Regions from separate parts of the Mus musculus genome. Here region 2 is linked to region 1. Evidence: chromatin contacts called from public HiChIP or PLAC-seq data. All regions are on one chromosome and are shown on one strand. Each heading gives the region's core, a stretch centred on a gene start, on an enhancer-like site or on the middle of the called end of the contact. The rest is flanking DNA. Distances are from core to core; before and after follow the strand shown. Region 1 has its middle 62 kb from the start of Luc7l. Region 2 overlaps Ergic1 (endoplasmic reticulum-golgi intermediate compartment (ERGIC) 1).

The links. HiChIP or PLAC-seq counts read pairs in DNA pulled down with a chosen protein or histone mark.
Region 2: a FOXA1 HiChIP or PLAC-seq map of pancreatic cancer cells shows a contact between it and region 1. The contact joins two enhancer-like sites. A contact is called at or near these places in 1 of 39 promoter capture datasets (pre-B cells), 1 of 15 datasets of contacts at CTCF or cohesin (the NIH/3T3 cell line) and 1 of 115 datasets of contacts at active chromatin or transcription factors (pancreatic cancer cells).

The regions. Positions count from the first base shown.
Region 1 is chr17:26,313,215-26,315,742 of GRCm38.p6, reverse strand. No RefSeq gene overlaps it. Among named protein-coding and RNA genes, the nearest start is that of Luc7l, 62 kb to the right of the region's middle. Within about 2 kb of position 1,257, at least 5 of the 459 cell types and tissues checked have an H3K27ac peak or open chromatin away from gene starts, as enhancers often do. A contact at or near this core is called in pancreatic cancer cells, where this site is marked.
Region 2 is chr17:26,596,134-26,598,661 of GRCm38.p6, reverse strand. The region is part of intron 1 of Ergic1 (endoplasmic reticulum-golgi intermediate compartment (ERGIC) 1); the gene reads right to left. Among named protein-coding and RNA genes, the nearest start is that of 1700049J03Rik, 31 kb to the right of the region's middle. Within about 2 kb of position 1,266, at least 94 of the 459 cell types and tissues checked have an H3K27ac peak or open chromatin away from gene starts, as enhancers often do. A contact at or near this core is called in pancreatic cancer cells, where this site is marked.

The sequences.
Region 1 (2,528 bases), core at 8-2,507:
GCCAAAAGGAGCCACACCATTAGCTTAGTGATTGGCACCGCCCTTCAGAGGGCGGGTTTATGTAACTCTCAAAAGACTTGCTTTAATTGTAAACAACCCGGCCACTTCCTTCCCCATCACCACCAGAGTCGGAGACCTCCCGTTGAGGGCCAGGGAGAAGCTGGTCCTGCACAGGCATTACTGACCACCCTGTGCCCCTACTAACATAGGGGCCGACATTGGGCCAATGAGTGTAGATCCAAAACAGCCAGCCAGGGACGACCCTTACTGCCACGGCATTTGGGAAACTTCCTGAGGGGGCCTCCAGCCCCCACCTCCACCCCCCAGGACAGGCCCCAGGGAAATAGGGTTTGTCGTGCCCCGCCCCCAGCAGATTTCTCATCGCACACCCAGTCCTTTGCCCAACTCTAGTGAGCTACAAAAAACAGCCCAGGATTGGATCTCTGTGCCACCTCCAGCACCCCTGAGGAGGGCATTCAGGTCATGCCTACAGGCATACACGGCCCCCTACCCCCAAATACTTTTGGTATGGTTCTACGAAGAGCTTCATTTTCCTTAGAGGGAATCCAGATCATACCTGGAGTTATAGAACCCGACCATCAGGGAGAAATTCAGATTCTTGTAAGTACCACAGGTGGTCCTGTGTTTATACCAGCACAACAGACCATTGCCCAAGTGTTGCTTTTTCCCAGTGTCTCTACTACAAATCCCTACCATAAAGACACCAGGGCCCCAGGCAAGAGGGGAATAGCAGAGACCTTTTGGGCCCAAAAGATTACTTCCTCTTGCTCCATGCTAATCTTGGATTTAAATGGAAAAACATTCCAAGGACTTTTAAACTGGGGAGCTGATGCCACTGTCATTTCTGACAGGTTTTCGCTGGCTGCCTGCAGCTGACCGATTCAGCCACCCATTTACAGGGGATTGGACATTCCAAAAACCCTCAAGGCAGTGCTCAGACCCTTAGGTGAGCAGATCAAGAAGGAAATTCAGGCACTGTAGTCGCCTGTGTGAATCCTGATTTACCAGTCAATCTCTGGGGGTAGTCTCACCAATGAAGGGGTGACAAAACAAATGCTGACCCAGGGATTCCTACCAGGACAAGGATTAGGAAGACAAGCACAGGGCATAAATGAACCTTTGACTTTGACACAGAAATCTGACTGGCGAGGCTTGGAATCCCAGCCACAGCCTTTTTCCTAACAGTCACGGCCATGCCTGCTCCCCAGACTCACGCAGAGAAAATTTCCTGGAACAACACTGCCCCCGTCTGGGTTGATCAATGGTCACTGACTCAAGAGAAACTGGCAGCTGCGAAATAGTGCAGGAACAGTTGGCAGCTGGTCACATTGAACCATCTTCCTCCCCCCTGGAACACCCCAATTTTTGTTATTAAAAAAAAGTCTGGCAAGTGGAGATTCTTACAAGATCTCCGTGCTGTTAACAAAGTTATGATTCCTATGGGGAGCCCTACAGCCTGATCTTCCATCTCCTGCCGCCATCCCAGCAAACTTCTTTAAAACTGTTATTGATTTAAAAGATTGCTTTTTCTCCATACCCCTTCATCCAGATGATTGTCATCATTTTGCATTTGGCCTTCCTCAAATTCATTTCCAGGGACCCATGGACCACTTTCAGTGGCGAGTCCTCCCTCAGGGCATGGCAAATAACCCTACCCTAGCTCAGAAATATGTAGTCCATGTAATCCAACCTGTTAGAAATGCTTGGCCACAAATATACATACTTCATTACATGGATGACATTCTGCTTGCAGCCCCTAATAAGCAACAGGCCTTCTCACGTCTTCAGCAACTTCAAAAAACGCCAAGTTCACAGGGACTTAAAATTGCCCCTGAAAAGATTCAGATAAAAGACCCTTATTCCTATCTGGGATATGAGCTCGAGTTGGGACAGGTCAAACCCCAAAGACTGAGCTTCAACTTTCCTCCCTTAAGATTTTACATGATTTTCAACAGTTGCTCAGGAACCTCCAGTTTGATCACCCCATCTAAAGATTCCTCCCAAGGTTCTAGTTCCCCTCAATGAACTCCTCTCAGGAGACTCCCATCCTTTGTCCCCCACCCTCACCTCCCGAGCACTTATGCAACAAGCCATCTCAGCCCTGCAGCAGATAAGTCAAGCCATACCTTCCCAAACCTCATTTCAAATTTATTACCCTGCCTCACTTTATTTCATTGTCTGTGCTACCACACATACCCAGTGGGGGTCTTCTGACAGCAGCCCCGGATTCCCGTAATAAAGGGGTGTCCTTTGTTATGTGTATATCTCCCCTCGAGTCCAAGTAAGGTCTTGGCAACCTATTATTCCTTGTCTGCCGCCCTAATCGTCAAAGGAAGAAAAATGTCCAGACAATATTTTGACAAAGATCCTGATATTATCATTATCCCTTACACCTCAGACAAGTTGAATGGCTTCTTCAGTCTAATGATGATTGGGCCAAAGCCTGTGCCTCCTTTGTTATAGATAATCATTATCCAAATGACCCCCTTATACAATTTGTAAAGTCG
Region 2 (2,528 bases), core at 17-2,516, 280 kb before region 1:
AGTTAGAGGACTTAGAAAACCACCTCTGGATCATGGGGAACTCTACAGAACAAGTGACAAGATCTCCATCATAAATCAAGAGATGATGGGGAAAAAGACGGTGGCAAGTACATTTCCTGATCCCTCACCACCTTAATTTTTTGAGATACAGCTCAACCTGAGCTTGGTGCTCATCTCCTCAGCTACCAAGGCCAGCCAGGGTGTCCCAGGGGTTCTCTTAGGCTACCAAGGTCAGCCAGGGTGCCCCAGGGATTCTCTTAGTTTTATTCTGACCCCAGGGCTAGTGTTGTAGACACATGCTGCTACACCCAGTTTTTCAATGGATGCTGGGGATTCAAACTCAGGACCACAGGCTTGCCTGACAGGCACCTTAATGCTACACTGGGCCATGTCTCCAGCAGCCCAGCCAATGACATTTGCTATGAAGTATTGTAGGACTGTGAACTTTAGATTATAGACTCAAAGGGCCAGGTGTTCCTTGCTCTAACTACACTATCCTGATTGCTACCCTCCCATCTTAGATGTGGATGTGACACCCAGGGCTGAGGCAGCAGAGACAAAGTCGCTGGCATCCTTGGGCTACTGGAGCAAAACCCACAACTGCTAACATCTCCAGTCCTTATGTTACATTAGAAAAACAAAACATATTCAGCCACTTCCACTTGGGTTCTCTTGACAGATAAAACATAAAAGATACAGAAGTAAGAAGTCTTCTTACTTCCGTGCATCAGTGGGACAACTTGGGCACGTGTTTCCCCACCCCCACCCCACCCTCTGCAGTCTCCCTGCCCACAGGACACCCTGTGAGTCCCTGAAACCAGGTACCCTTTCCTAAGCATAGCTCTGAGAAATTGAATTTATAAAGCAGCCACAGGAAGACGCCAGCAGCAATGAACAGAATGTTATAACATTATACTGTCACTGTTCATGAGTTTTAGTGCCATTATTAAAAATATAATGGTTAACTGCAACAGACCCCGTGATACCACGACACTGAGTCAGATGACTAGGGTGACCACTAAGTGATAGTGGGCTGTCAGTACACGGGTGAATGCTCTAGACAGAGGGACACTCAGACTTTAGGGTGACAGATTCATTATGCTACTTGGGACTTGTTTAAAACACGAATCACGGCTACAATTTTCCAATCAATATTTCTGAACCAATAACAACCTTCTGTAAACAAAACTTCCTGTATCTGGAGTGTGCGGTAGCATGGCTCACTCTCTCACCTAGGCCTGCATTCCAACATCACCTTCCGGGAAGGCAGCCACCGCTCTGTGTCACTCCTCTCCACTCTTTTCTTCCCTCTCTGCTTGCAGTTACATGTGTACTGCCTGACTCCACCGCTGGGCTACACTGTGAGACCCAGATCCTCAGGCACCCCACAGAGGCCCCGAGAGACAAGTGCAAGGTGGGTGGAGGGGTGGCACACCTCCAAGTGGGGTCCATACACACTCCCTCAGAATCTTCCAGGAAACCATCAGATTCTCAGATGCTGGGCTTGACTGCAAGGTGGGCTGAGGGTCACTAAGTGCTGTTCAGGAGGGGCTCAGGCATTTGAGATAGCACACACCCATTTCTGAGAACAACAGACACCCACCTTCATAAGACCTTCAGCCTAAACCCACCTGAGTTACCCTAGTCAACAGTCGGATATGGGAGGGGCCTAGGGTACACACACACACACACACACACTCCCACCTCCTGGGCCAGGTACTACTACTTAGACACCTGATTGTTTCTATCTTGCTTAATCCTGCCCACCACCCAGGGAACACCATTAACAAATGCAGGAGGTTCACAGAAGCCAAATCACTTGTCTAGGCTCACAGAATCTGAATGGGGACTGGAGCCTGACGAGGAACCAAAGCGATAATTTTTCCCAACCACACCCTAACTGTTTTCACCCCTCCAGGGCCTTCACTGCCCCTGCTCAGCATGGTCCTCCTGTACCCTTACAGAACCTGTGCTAACAGAAAGCTGTGAGCATTTGGTGGGTGAATGAAGGAGAAAGAGTACCCCAGAGCGGCAGAACCACAATGCTGTACTGCCTGGAGACCCAGGCAGTACAGAGCTGGCAAGCGGCCCGAACCCCCACCTGTCTCCCAGCCTGTAACAGTCAGATTAGCTCAGACCCTGGAAGTAGAAAGACACCTGGGGCTTGGCCTGGATTCAGGTTTCCTGCTGGTGAACAGGAATCCCCTGAAGTGAAACAGGATGCTCTCCTGAGCCCCACACCCCCTGGACAGACGCTATAAATGGAAATGTATTCTTAGAGGGAGAGAACATGAGCGAGGGCTTTCAAAAGTGACCCATCATGGGGTAAAAATACAGCAGCATTTAAATGCTGAGCAGGGAGCGCTATTCCTGGACTAGATTCTCATGCTTGTGGCTTCCTGCCAGGGGCGGGCTTCCAACAGGTTTAAAACCAACAAACAGGGGCTGGATGGTGGGGCCTGGGGATAGTATTTCTCATACTCAGGAGGGCACTGGGGAGGGTAGCCTGTAGGAATAGCTTCGGAAGG